Regions from separate parts of the Neogale vison genome. Here region 2 is linked to region 1. A link is a contact called in public Hi-C data. All regions are on one chromosome and are shown on one strand. Each heading gives the region's core, a stretch centred on a gene start, on an enhancer-like site or on the middle of the called end of the contact. The rest is flanking DNA. Distances are from core to core; before and after follow the strand shown.

Region 1 (7,740 bases), core at 5,020-7,519:
GTCGACTGCTTAAACAACTGAGCCACCCAGGCGCCCTTTACCTATTTTCTGTTAGATGACTTAGCACTAATATTTTACTTTATTTAAATTTACCACTAATATTTTACTTTACTTAATATTTTACTTTAAGTTACAGCAAACACTATTCAAATAGCAGCGTGAATTGACACTAAACACTGGTATAACACTGCCTGTGGCGTATTTATGCATCAATTAAGGCATCATTTTATTTCGTTAATGAAATCACATCCCTCCACGCCGTCACAATGTGTGAGCACTGTCCAGTCTTCCTAACCTTCTTTTCCCACTGAAGTGATCCTCCTATTTCAAAGTTTATTTTCTTTACACCTTAAAGTTCATAACATCCTTTAACAGTGGTTTTCACCAAAAATGTCCAAAGTTCTATAGATCTTAAAGACGATGTAAAAGCCTCAAACTTCTGTGTTCGTCAGTAAGTTAAGGCATATTAATTTATACTTCCCCCTCTTTAAACACACCGCTATATTGCTGACGTTTTATTTACCTGGGTAAGAGCACTGACTCGGTTCTCACTAGGAAACAAAGGTGGGTCTTCTCCAACTTGAAAATCAAAATAGACGGTTTTGTGTGTGAAAGTAGAAAATTCATTGCTGAAACAAAATTTGTATGTCCCATTTTTGGAGGCTGTGAAGGTAAAGCTATCATACTGTTTCTTCATCTCTTTGTATAACACGTTACCATCAGGATCTTCTAGTCGACAGTCTACATCATAGTGACCCCCAGTAATCACCTGTAGAGAGAAGGGGGGGAAAGGAAGACATCATTGCAACTAATGAGTTTGAGAAAGTAACCAGATTTCCTGTTAAAATGACAATAAGGCTATTGGCAAAGGATTTTCCCTACCACAGGCAATTTTACTTTTTTTTCAATCCAGCAGGGGATGGAGTTTGGGAGGCAGATGTCAGTTCAACTGAAGCTTTATAGAAACCAAACAAATTTCCTTATGACCAGAGAGAGGGATTAGCTAACCAGCCAGGCAACTGTTCTAGTAAAGGGAGGGAATCACTCGATTCTCCCAATGACCCTACAAGAGAGGGATCTTGCTCTCCATCTGACAAGCTGAGAAATGGAGTTAAGATAAGCAACCTACCCAAGAGTGCTCATCTAGCAAAAGGCCGAGGCAGAACCTGAATTCTAAAGTCAGACTCTTGTCCCTCAAGCTCACTGTCATGTAATATTCTCCCTCCCCAAATCTCCCGTGGTTTCCTCTCAGCACCATCCAAGCACACACACGGATAATTCAGTAAAGTAGGAAAGCTGACCGGCCCCTGGCATGACACCCCGAGCATGTTTCTATTACAGAACTTCAACTCATTTTACTGACGAATTACAGACAGGTTTGTTTCATAAGTGCTTCTATAAGTCAGTTATATGGAATGTGATACGTATTTTGTTTTGAACTACATTATGAACTGAATAGACTTCTGGGGTATTTAAGAGTTTATCATTATTTGGGGCGCCTGGGTGGCTCAGTGGGTTAAAGCCTCTGCCTTCGGCTCAGGTCATGATCTCAGGGTCCTGGGATCGAGCCCCACATCGGTCTCTCTACTCAGCAGGGAGCCTGCTTCCTCCTCTCCCTCTCTCTGTGCCTGCCTCTCTGCCTACTTGTGATCTCTCTCTGTCAAATAAATAAATAAAATCTAAAAAAAAAAAAAAAAAAGAGTTTATCATTATTTTACGAATTTGTTCTCCAAAGAAACATTAAGGACTAATGTCTGTACACTTGTGATTAAAGCAAAAACAAAACAGAACAAAACAAAAACAAACAAATTTTCTGCTTATCTGGAAAGCCTGTATTTTAGAGCAAGCACATTTGGAAAGAAAGCTGGGGTCGGGGAGGTAAATGAAATGTTCTGAAGAGGTTTCTGGAGCTGTTTTCAAGGGCTTATGCTTAATCAGTTACAGTATATAGGCCATCGGGGTTGCACAGAAGGGGAGGGAAATTTTTCCCGAGGTAATGGGACGGGCATAGTCAGAAAAGGATTAGGGAGGAGACAGGCCTCCTTATAGGAAGGAGAAATAAGCGGGAATAGAGAGAGGGACATAGGACATAGGAAAGAAAGGGTGCAAGTTGCAAAAGGTGGGAAAGATATGAGAGACAAGTGTTTGAGGGCTCCCAAGCACCTGAGATGGGGACGGGGGTGGGTACAAGCCTGAACTTTCAGGCTTGACCCCTCTTGGTTAGCTTAATATTGACTTTATAGATTTGTAGGACAGAACTCCAACTCTGCACTTCAAAGGAGGCCTGGCTGCTAAAGTGACCTTTTGTCACGCAGAAAACAAGACGGATAACTGACCTAACTACAAGATCATTTTGATAATTAAATGAAATATAATTGTGTACTGAGGGAACTGCAAAAATAGGCATATATTAACATAAGGATATAATGTTTTGACATAAAAAGTGTCTTAACAATTAGACATTTACCATTCCTCCAAATGTCAACCTTTCCTCCAAGTGAAAATCATGACTTTTTTTTTTTTTAAGATTTTATTTATTTATTTGACAGACAGAGATCACAAGTAGGCAGAGAGGCAGGCAGAGAGAGGAAGGGAAGCAGGCTCCCTGCTGAGCAGAGCGAGATGACCTGAGATCATGACCTGAGCTAAAGGCAGAAACAGTTTTTTATAAATCCAAGTGTTCACATGTGGCCGCTGTATTTGATCATCAAATGTGTTACACAAATGGAATAGAGTCAGAATTGATCATCATGCCACTTCTCCTCCACCAAGCTTTAAAACAAATAATCTTATTTCAGATTTAAAAAGTACCCCTTCACAATCTGTCTGGTCACAGAAATTAGAAACTGGGAATTATCCCGAACTAAGTGTCCCTACTTGTCCAGTTCTCACAGAAATCTCTTGACGTTACTGCCTCTCTCAAATTCATCCCATCTCTTCCATTCCTAATCCAAGGCCTACCCTAGACAGGACTAAAGGCACAACTTCGTAAAAGGTCTTCCCACAACCGGATGGATCTCTCCTCCCTCCAACCCAGGGGTTCATTCTCAGCTTCAGCTCCCTTAGGGCTGGGTAATTCTTCATGGGAGAGGACTGGGTGGCCGTGGGCACCGCAGCCTGTTGAGCAGCTTGTCTGGTTTCCAACCCCCAGATGCCAGTAGCCTCCCCACTCCCCACGTGGCGGGGGGCAGCCTCCCCACCTCCCCATCCCTCATTCACTTAAAACCTTTTCTCAATTCCTGTGACCTCCAGAAAGTGCAAACAATGCCAAACCACTCCTCTGCACCTCCTTCAAGGTAGCTTTGGCACCTCTTTTATACCCTTCCTCATTCTGTGTTCCAGAAATAGCAGAGGGCCAGAAGGTCTCTGAACCAGTCTGTTCTACACCTGCATGAACAGCCACAGGTTAAACAGGTCCTGTCTGTTAAAGAATCAGGACCCACAATGGCAATGCTTACCAATCTACAGCTTATTACAGGAGAAAAACAGAAACTACCAGAGTCAAAAGCTGTCTCACAGAAAGAGTTTGGGAAGTTAGGTGTGGGTTCCTTTGTCCTCCTTCTGTGAGGGCTGAAGCCGGACACAGACACTCAGATGAGGAGGCACCCAAGTGTGCAAAGTACCAGTGAGCCAGTAAACCCCAAATGGAGGCCTGGCTGGGTTTTTTTTTCTCCTATTTTGCTGGTCACATTGAGATATTCCTACCTAGTAACCAGTCTTGACAGCACAGCCTTTTAGGGGGGCAGTTTCAGCAAGGGTGTTTCATCATCGATCTGTTACCCATAAACAGTGTTGACAAACTGGTAGGATAGACTGCTAGTACTACTGGATCCACAATTACAAAGCAACACTATTACTCACCGTATTTCGTGGGGGCTCAAGCTGATTTCAGGAATTGAGTCTCACAATCCACCTGCCTAGGATGCCTTTCCCCCTCTGCCATCTGGTAGAGTAAGTTCTGTATCTCCTAGACACAGCTCAAACATCAACTCCTCAGCTACCTTTCCCTTGAGGATCCCTCCGCCTTTGGCCAGCACTGTACACGTGCACTTTCGCTCTTGCCTTTAACACTGCATGACGGTAATGTGTCCATGGAAGCTCCCGGAGGTCAAGGTCAGTCTTACTGATCTTTGGGAAGTGGTGTATATTATTAAAGGAGTTGAGAATTTAACCTAGAACTGCATACTGATTCTGCTCCTGGCTAAGTTTTGTGACCCTGTTTAAAGCTTCTAAAGCCTCCGCTTTGTAAGTAAAAAAGAACTGTATCTATATTCTGCTACATAAAAGATCTAATTTTTTTTAGCCTGGAATAGTAGTGTAGTGTTCTCAGCACCAAGCACAGTGTCTGATGCTGACACCTGAAACACACTCGCACTTCCGTACTGCCACCCCTGCTATCTTCTTTTCCGTCCCCTGGCTCTGATCCATGAAGTTAAACAAACCAAAGGGTGATCCTTAGCCTCCCTCCCCTCACTCACAAAAGCCAAATCACCACCAAGTTCTTGATTTCACCTACTAACTTCTCTCCAATCCCTTCACTTTCCTCCTTCCCCACAGCTCCCATCCTAGAAGGCTGGCCCACTCTAGTACTCTCCGCATCAGTCTTCCACAACCACTCTCCGCCACTCCAATATCTCTACCCGCACAAGTAAATAAATATCCATATAACTACCCCAAACACCTGGATCACAGCACTGCACTGCTTAAAACCCTGAGAGCTCTCCCACACTCTTAAGAAAAACTAAAATCTTTAACGAGGCCAGCAAGGCACATGGTCTGGCCCCTGACCTCCCTTCCTCTGGCTCCTTATTCCCAACCATACTGGATCTCTCAGTGGTCCTCAAAGACCCAGTCACTCTTGGTACATACCAGAGTATGTACAACTAATCCTTTAGACTTGAGCTTAAAATCACTTCCTAAAGGAAGCCCTCCTCGCTCCCAAAGATAGATCATTTAATCTCCTATTTTCTGCTCTTAAAGCAGAGTCTTTTTTTTTTTTTTTAGCAGAGTCTTGATGAATGAGCAATTACTAAGAAAAGCGTAGGATGGGGGGGTGGATAGGATGGGTAGGGAATCAAGAATGATGGCAGTGACCCAAGCTTTTTGAACCACTTCTGTAATCACCAGCACCTACCACTCAACAGCTACTCATATGTTACGTCAGCCTACCAAGGAAAACAGAAATAAAGACTATTGTAACAAACTTAATAAACTACATTCTGTGAATTAACGTCCGTTTTCTATAAAATCCCAAAGACAAAAAGGGGCCTCTCACTGATCACACCTCTTCGTTCTACACCTTTGGCAGGTGCTCACCCGGCCTCCCATGGAGCTCTTCCCATGACAGGGGGCAGAATTCACCTAGAGTCCTAGTAACATCAGTGGGAAAAGATACTGGCAGTCCTTCAAATCTGATTAAAGTGGAGGTGCGGGTCAGGGAGAGCAGGGGACGGGACACTGAGCACCACAGAACAGGAAGAACTTTTTCTTAAGAAAAGAGAGTCTTTCAAGGAGGGAAGTTCGATGGGCGTTGAAAGGCAGGCCACCGGAGCATGGAAGGGCAAGTCACAGCTACAAGAAGCATTTCTGGAATCCACGCATCTTCCTATCTGGTCTAAAATGGCTCTCGCCCCAGGTTTAGAACAGGAAAGGCCAATGCCCCGCACCGGCTACCTAGGGGTGAGTCCTGACTCGGCCAAAGAACGGAAAAACCACGGCAGGAGGGAGGCAGCAAGCAGGCTGCAGCCCCGACCCCGGAACCGCGAGCTGAGGCCCCTGGACTTCGAGAGCACGGAGTACCTGGAACTCGAGGGTGCACTTGGTGCCCTGCGTGATGTCCTCGTAGAAGCACTGCTTGGCATTGTCCGGCAGCTCGAAGGTGATCTCGGAGGCGCCGCCGGGCCCCGGCACCAGCAGCAGCAGCGCGAGCAGCCTGCAGCCCCAACGGCCCGCGGCGGCCGTCCAGCGCTGCGCGGACCCCGGCCCCGGCATCCCGAGGCGACGGCGGCGGCCTCAACGGAGCTGCGGGGGGACGAGGGGTCAGGTGGGCGCCGACTCGCCGCGCGCGGCAGGCCTCGGCCCGGGCGGCCCGCGAAGACGCACGGCAGAGTCGCTCCGAGCCTCGGAGAGATTCGGGAGGAGGAGCGAGCCGCTGGGTGCCGGCGAGCGGTGCGCAGGGACCGGGGCCTGGCGCCGGGAACGACCTACAGAGCGGAGATAAGGCCGGTACGGCACCGGCGGAAAAGGCCTGAGATGGCCGGAAGTAGCGCGAGCGCCTGGAAAAAGGGGGCGGGGCCTGAGGCACCTGCTCCAGCAACCCGGATGTGCTCTCCCCGCTCAGAGGCGGAGAGGCGTTGGAGTGTGTACGTGGAAGCTCGCGAGACGTCGGCTTCGCTGCCGCCGGCTGCGGAGGCGAGGGGCGGGGCCATCGTGCTGAACGTGGCGGGGCGGGGCCAGAGAGAAGGGTGTGTCGCTCCGGTGTCTAGGTGGGGCGTGCCGCCTGCAGGTACCACGTCAACGGCTCTGCTTCAGCGTTCACATCTGTACAATGAAGACAGTACTGCCTTATCCACAGCATTATTACAGGGCTTCAGTACTTGCAGAGAGTACCTTACTTTTTGGTATTCTAAGCACTCAATAAGCTTTTGTTAAATAAAAATAAACGTCATTTGAGCGCTCCTTATCAGGCACCGTGCCAAGAGTATTACACAAGTCCTTCTGCCAGTCAGGTGTGATGTCACCTATTTTCGTGATGAGTAAATTGAGGATCCAAAAAGTTGAGTAACTTGCCTATGGTCACAGCCTGGTTTGTGCTGGAGTGCTTTAAAAAAAAAAACTGTAGGTAATAGTAACAAACGTGTTGATTTCTTAAATTATACATTTTCTTGTGCATATGAACACATCTTAGGGATCATGCCACTTTTAAAGAAATGACCATGGTGAGGCTCACGCACTCGAAGATGATCAGCAGAAGGTGGTAGAGGGCTTTATGAGAAGTAAATAGGGTGAGGTGGGTAGGAGCCAGGCAGGGAAGGGAGGGAGGTGGAGGAAGAGGCTGGGTGCGGGTGGGGGGTGTTGGTAAGGAGGGAGATGCAGGACCTCCACTGGCCTGTGGTGCCCAAAGCCTCGGCAGTGGGGAGAGGACCCCCAAGGAGATAAGATCTGGAGGAGAATGCACCTTGGTGAGCACTGGTTGCGCCTTGAGAGGAAGAAAGAATGAATTTCAAAGTAGGAAACATGGGTTCTATTTTCTTTTCTTTTCTTTTGACATTTTGTTTATTCATTGGACACAGAGAGAGAGAGAGAGAGAGAGAGAGAGAGAGAGAACAAGCTGGAGGAGCAGCAGAGGGAGAGAGAAGCAGGCTTTCCAGGGAGCAGAGAGCCTGATGGGATCAGGGGCTGAGCTTATAGCAGATGCCTGACTGGACTAAGCCACCCAGGCGCCCCTCCCACTCACCTGCTTCTAAAGTGTAACAATATCAGAGGTTGGTGAGCAGCAATGTTGAGCAAGAAGATCCCTCAAACACTGCTAGTCATGTGTAAAGTGATACAAACCATGAAGAGTGTGGCATTACCTAGGAAAGCAGGAGATACATACATATGCCTAGAAATTCCACTTTGCATATATTTTAAAGTGTATACCTGAGAGAGTGCTTCTCATAGTGTGCCCCAAAGGCCCCTGGGAGCCTCTGAAACCCTCCCAGTAGGGTCTAAGATTCTCTGAGTGGAGGCTTTTTATTC
Region 2 (6,971 bases), core at 2,316-4,815, 200 kb after region 1:
TCGATCCCAGGACCCTGATGCGGGCCTCGATCCCAGGACCCTGAGATCATGACCTGAGCCGAAGGCAGCGGCTTAACCCACTGAGCCACCCAGGCGCCCTCAGGACAAGCTTTTAATCACCCTGTACCAGTTTCTCCATTTGTAAAATGAGGATATCATCTACCTTACAAGGTTGTGAAGATTAAATTAGTTAATACACGAGAAGTACTTAGAACGGTATCAGCTCATAACTCATACTTACTGAACCCTAAGATTATTAAGCTGCTACTAGAGAAACATTATAAAAACATACTTAACAATGTGACAAAGTTATCAAAATGTACTAAATACAAAACAGTATGTACGATAGGATATCAATTTCATTAAAGCCACCACAAACACATATTCACAGAAATGAGGACTATGGACCAAAATGCTACTTCTCAGTAGTGACATTAGAGACGATCACTTGATTTTATTTGTGCTTTTTGTAACCACCAAGTTTTCTACAATAAACTTAATAAACTAGTAAAAAGTATTAAAAAGGAAATACAACTAGGAGCCAAAAGACTTCAGATAGAGAAATCAAGTTTCAATTTCTAGACAGGGATGCCTGGGGTGGCTCAGGTGGTTATGGGTTCTGTCTTTGGCTTAGGTCATGATTCCAGAGTGCTGGAATAGAGTCCCCCATTGGGCTCCCCGCTCTGCGGGAAGCCTGCTTCTCCCTCTGCCTGCTGCTTCCCTGCTTGTGCACACGCTCTCTCTGACAAATAAATAAAATCTTAAAAAAAAAAAAAAAAATCCAGATATCTACAATTAAGAGTTAACACTGAAAGCAAAATAGTGTACTGCTGCCCCCTACAGTCAACTCTATCCTACTACATCTTCCTTGTCTCATTCCTTGGTCTTCAACATTTGAGATTCCCACCAGGTCTCTGCAGTTTATTCAAGGTTTGCCCCTAGAATGAATGAACCCAGAACACAGGACACATACAATTTATCTTCCAGCTAAAGTTTATCTTCCTTTCTCCATTTAATAATTATAACTTTAGTTAGTTAAATATAAATGAATTGGGAGATAACAGAGAAGATTTTGGTTGACTCAGCTTCCATACCTCCCTTAATCCTTGGGACCTAGGGATAACTCAACTATAACTGGGTATTTCAGTAAAGTGAGGCAGAAAATATTGTGAGTTATATATACTACTGAAGGAAGAAGAGCGGGAAGGCAAGAAGCTAGGAAAGTTACTTACAGTAGTTATAGCTGTAACCTTTTTTCTTTTTTTAAATTCTAAAGGTGATTTGCTTAGAGTTCTCAACCATAGCTATATATTAGAATCAAGATTTATAAGAATACAGGAATCCACAACAATTAATTTAGAATCTTCTAGAAGTAGTGCACTGGTAAGTTCAAAAGCTCTCCCAAGTAATCCTAATTAGTACCTAAGGACCAACAACCTTGGTCAGCTTCAGGAATCTGTATTCTTCTGTAGCTTAAACTAAAGCTGGAGCATATGAAATACTGGAGCTTCTTCCATCAGAAGAGATCCTCAAAAAAGGACAACTTCAGGGTATATATTCAACAGCTAGAAACAGCTAGAAACTCCTCATCACAGAGGCGAAATCAAATGCTCCCAAGAGCCAGAAAATGAAAATACCATTTCTCAATGGTGGTTTAAAGAAAAAGAAAACTATGCAGACCGAAGAAAACACGCCCATATAACCGGAGGCCGTATCTGGGTTATGGGCCACTAATTTTTTTCCCTCTGTTTTCCTCAGGTATCTTCAGGGTCAAGTAGTAAGCTTTTGACTGAGGCTGTCAAAGCCCACTCTAGGTCCCCCCCCCCAACAACCAAACAAAAAAAAAAACCTTTGAAGTTTGTTTCTGCTTATAGTAAAATGAGGAAAAAAAAAAAGAAACATGGAATTCTTCTTAAAGACTCTACTGCTTCTTTACAGAAATCATCACAGGTTTCTGTTACTCTACTAGGGCATCGTGGGGAAATAAGACTGTGTTTCCCCCCAAATGTAGAGCCGGTCTGACTTCAAACGGAGCGGGTACCAGGAGACCATTCTCCAAAAGAAGCAGAAACTGATGTTCTATCCAAAGGCTGTGAGATCACGGACTAGAAAACATGCCATACCTAGATTTTAAAACTCGGGCCTGATAAAAACTGAGGCCTAGGGTCAACCACTCCGGATGTGCTGACCCCTGCGATTTCCCCAAATGTGGGAAACTCGACTGCATAATTTGTGGTAGTGGGGGACTGCGTTCGCGCTTTCCCCTGTAACAAAAAAAAAAAAAAAAAAAAAAGAACCAATCCGAACTGTTACCGCTGATGCGAGGATTTTTTTCAAAGGCAACTCTACAGAGGATGCTCAAGGCCAAGTGACTTCCTTAGGATTTTCCATCAACGGCGAACTAATTCCCAAGCAATGAAGGGTTTGAGGACTAATTCAAGCAATGAAATGACTCGCTTATAAAGGTTCCAAACCTTTGGGGGTCGTTTGGGGTGGGGCGGAGGAGGAGGAGATCCTATGCCTTTGGTTTTTCTCTTGACACTCTTCAAACTTGATAAAATTTGTTTTTGGTACAAAGAGTGAATTCACAGGCACTTGATAAGGCGTTTCTTCTAACCCAGACTTGCCACCGACCATCCCTAACTTAACCTTAAGCCATTCATCAAGTCATTACGTCCCCTGTTAAGCACCTGGAGCTACCCGAGATCCCACTCAGCCCCTACCTCCAACCCGCCCGCAGTCTGGCCAATTCAAAGGAGGAGTGGAACGCAGTACAGGAAGTACTGTGGCGGTCAAGGACCCCACACCACAGCGCCAGGGCGCGTCCGGAGACCGCCCTCCCCAGAGCTACCCAACGCAAAGGTCCCGAAAGCCGAAAACCACACTTCCTCTCTCCTCACTGGTCAAAAGCCACCACTGGGCCCAGCCTCCTCGAAAGTTTGCTGCTTTATTGGCCGCCAGGGACCCAGTCGGACGCAATCTAAACCTCCCGCCTCTGCCTGGAGAGAAACTGCTCTCAAAATTACTTTTTTTCTTGGTGTCGCCGGCAGGCTCCTCTGTCCCCGGGGAGACCGCAGCGGAAGAAGGGGGCTCCGGAGTGGCTGTCTCTGGGGAGACCTCCGTAGGTCCTTCGCCTTCAGCAGCGGTTGAGGGAGGAAGCTGCAGCGTCGACTCCGACTCCTCAGCCATCTTGCTCAGTAGAAGGCGAGGGCGGAAGTGGTGGCTCAGCGTATTCAGGGGGCGGGGTTTACGGCAGGGGGCGTCACTGAAGAGGCTCCGGTGTGGTGGCCGGGGGAACTCAACCCAACGGTGAAAGTTGGAGTTGTCAGTTGGTCCTCTACGTGGAACATGCCACAGAGCCCTGAGTACTAGTCCCGCAACTACGCTTTTGCACAGTAACAATCCTCCGGAAGAAGTCTGCGAACCACATACCCGCGCACCTCGTAGTGCGCAGGCGCCTCTCTGACTAGCGGGCTCGAGACCGGAGATGTTTCCGCTTCCCTTCGCGTCGGCTCCGCCCAGGCCCCGCCCAGGCCCCGCCCCGCGGCTCGGGAGCGCGCGCGCGCGCGTGCGGGAGGGGGCGGGTGGGGAAGGATCGCCGGTGAGATCCTGAGGCGAGGCTCGCGCGCCCGCCCCCGCCCTGGCCCACAGCGCCCACCCGGTCGGCCCGGCTCAGCCATGATCAAGGCGATCCTCATCTTCAACAACCACGGGAAGCCGCGGCTCTCCAAGTTCTACCAGCCCTACGTGAGTATCCCGCCGCCGCCGATCCGCGCGAGGGGGAGTAGTTGGCGGCTGGCAGCGCCTTCAGGGCGACCCCCTGAGGCGCGCCGCGGCCCTTCGCGCGCCCTCGGCCGCCTCGCGCTCCGGGGCTGTCAGCCTCCCGCCCGGGGCGAGCGAGGTACCCACCTCCCGCCGCGCTCCTGTCCTCCGACGTGGCTCTACCTGGGCGGCTCCTCCGCGGGTCTGTGGGCTGGGCGGCTTCCCCGAGGCGCGGGCGAGGCCCTGGGGACTTCCCGGGGCCGGGGGCTCTCGGCGGCCGGGCGGCCGCAGCCCACCTGCACCCGCGAACCCACCCGGCGCTCCGGCCTGCCCGCCGCCCGAGCTCGGGGCCCCACCTCCCTGACTCGCAGCCTCTCCCGGCCGACTTCTCTCTCTCCTCGCAGGGACAGATGGGCTCCTGTTTTTCCCGGTAATCCCCTCGTCGCGCAGGAACTTGGGGCTTCCTGCGTTCGCCTGAGCGCTCGCTCTGGACCGTCTCCCCTGGGTGCTCGGTCCAGCTCTCGGCCGCCCGATGTGACTTTCAGGTGCCTCATTAGAGAAAAAAAAAGTGAGGACCGAACATTTTTTTTTTTTTTAAATGGAGCTTTTCCCCTAGTGGCCATGAAGGAGGTCCTGCAGTAGCCGGCGACGTTTGACCCGTCACAGCTGTGACGGTCCGTAACCTGAAAGTTCCCATTGCAGCAGCTGGTTTGGCATTTCGCTCCCTAAGGGGATGGGGTCTCGTCTGTAGCTTTCCTTCTACTTAGGAAGACTGGTCATATTCGTTAAAACTCTCCGTGCAGTGTAAATGGTGTTGCAGAAAAAGCAGGAGGTTTTAAGGGGGGGGTAGGGGAGTGGGTAATGAGGGTTACAGACGTAGGTGCCTGTCTGAGGGCAAAATTCACCGCTAGGTAAAACGTAAAATGAAGCTGTCCGTGTGAGAATTCCTGTAGAGATATTAACTATTGGGTCGTGTGGGGGCATTCTGCTTAGAGTCAGAAATGAACTTTCAATTAAATACTGAGATGGTGCCAAGGCTAGCACTTCTGTGCATATAAACCCCAGATGGAAATGATGCCTGCCGTTGAAAATGAAATGTGAAAATGTCACTTGGCTTAAAATGATAATGCAGTCTGTGGAGGTGTTAGCCGAAGTGAGAAATCTTGAGCTTATTCCTCATTTCCTTAAGTAGTTTTGCTTCTGTGGGTGATAAGGAATATTTTCCTCTGTTCCCATTTGGTTTTAGTATGGTGTAATTCATACTAACGCTGTTGTTTCTGAGTTCGGTATGATTTTTTTTTAAAATATTTAATTTATTTATTTATTTGACAGAGACACAGTGAGAGAAGGAACCCAAGCAGGAGAGGGAGAAGCAGGCCCCCGCTGATCAGGGAGCTAGATGCGGGGCTAGATCCCAGGACGCTGGGATCATGATCTGAGCCGAAGGCAGATGCTTAACTGAGCCACCTCGATATGATTTTTTTTTTTTATCATAATGAGGCGCCCCTCGATATGATTTTTTTTTAAAGATTTTATTTATTTATTTGTCAGAGAGGGGGAGAGCGAGCAAGCACAGGCAGACAGAGAGGCAGGCAGAAGCAGAGGGAGAAGCAGGCTCCCCGTCGAGGGCAAGGAGCCTGATGTGGGACTCGATCCCAGGACCCTGGGATCATGACCTGAGCCGAAGGCAGCTGCTTAACCAACTGAGCCACCCAGGCGTCCCACGATATGATTTGTTTTTAACCCAGAATAAAATCATAGTTGATCCTGCTGAGTGGGGGAAAAATGCCCTTAACTGTATGTTGTTACCCATTTTCCTAAAATGCAGTATTGGTGTTTACTGAAGGAATCTTTTTTCTTAACTATATTCCCTGGGTCATCCATTTGCAGGGTAGGAAAGGTGTTTTGTGATACTGAAACAAATCAAAGATGTGTTTTTTCATAGCTACACTTAATATCAGTACTCAAAATAGTAAGTTTTCTGGCTCCTTTGTGGTATCAGTATAACCCACTCATGTAGTTCAGAATTTAAGCATCAACAGAAAGATGTATTTAATCTGGGAATCCAGGAATACATCTTTCTCCTGTCCGAAAAATGGGAGAAGTGCCTTTTACCTTTATTTAGAGGTAGCAGTGAAGGTTACTGTGGGAGGAGGCAGTCCTGGCATCAGTGGCAATTCTGGTGTCATTTTTGGCCGTGCATTAGTGACAGTGTTACTGGGGACAGGGAGCTAAAAGGTGTAAAGAGAAGAACCTAGTGTTCACTGGACATGTAGAAGTGGGAATGCCAGGAACTGTTTCTATTAATTATTAGTTTTTCCTAAATTGGGTTTAGCCAATTATATATTTTTCTTGGTCAAGAATAATGGAACATAACTGATTTGAGGGGAGAAATCTTTTCCACTCCTTTATGCCATCCAGCCAGTTTGTCAGCATATATTCGTTTCATGCCTACCATGTCCAGGCAGGGTTTTAAAATCTGGAAATGAACAAACGTAACTAATGCTCTTTTGGCGGGCGCGGGGGATGGACAAAGCTAATAAGAAGTAGAATATGTATACCATGCCAGACAGTAGTAAGTGCTGTGAAAAAAAAAAAAAGTGGAGTAGGGTGAAAAGGGAGTATGAGGATGACAGTTTAAAATAGGATAGTCAAGGGGCGCCTGGGTGGCTCAGTGGGTTAAGCCACTGCCTTTGGCTCGGGTCATGATCTCAGGGTCTGGGATTGAGCCCCACATCGGGCTCTCTGCTCAGCGCGGAGCCTGCTTCCCCCCTCTCTCTCAGCCTGCCTCTCTGCCTACTTGTGATCTCTCTCTCTGTCAAATAAAAGAAAAAAAATAGGATAGTCAAGTAAGTCCTCACCTAGAAGGTGACATTCGAACAAAGTCTTGAAATAGGTAAGAAAGCCAGACTTGCCAGTATCTGAGGGTAGGTCATTCCAGGCAGAGGGAGCAATAGATGCAAAGGCCCTGAGGATGGAATGGCTATTTGAAGATTCTGTCCTTTTTGAACAACACCAAGAAATAGCATGGTCAGAGCAGACTATGTAAGGAAAGAGTTTTTGGAAAAGAGGTCTGTTTGTATAGGGCTTCAGAGTTATTCTCTTCTCACTGCCTGGAATGTCCTTCCCTTGTATTGCCAAGTGTCCAGATTTGACCTCTTGTTCCACATTTAACTCAAACATCACTTAAGCACTTCCTGAAGCTTTTT

What was found. A called contact is a pair of places that touch in the nucleus more often than the background predicts.
Region 2: a contact with region 1 is called in a Hi-C map of muscle, with 12 times the contacts expected there. The contact joins the promoter of AP3S1 here to the promoter of LOC122917164 in region 1. A contact is called at or near these places in 2 of 3 Hi-C or Micro-C datasets (fibroblasts and muscle).

Annotation. Positions count from the first base shown.
Region 1 is chr1:170,581,736-170,589,475 of ASM_NN_V1, forward strand. LOC122917164 reads right to left here and starts at 6,270. Exons shown (of 5, transcript XM_044264725.1): 1 at 5,800-6,270; 2 at 524-769. The coding sequence starts at 5,991.
Region 2 is chr1:170,788,339-170,795,309 of ASM_NN_V1, forward strand. AP3S1 (AP-3 complex subunit sigma-1) reads left to right here and starts at 3,566. Exons shown (of 6, transcript XM_044263198.1): 1 at 3,566-3,747. The coding sequence starts at 3,679. ATG12 (ubiquitin-like protein ATG12) reads right to left here and starts at 3,402. Exons shown (of 5, transcript XM_044263222.1): 1 at 3,027-3,402. The coding sequence starts at 3,189. It also overlaps the pseudogene LOC122896756.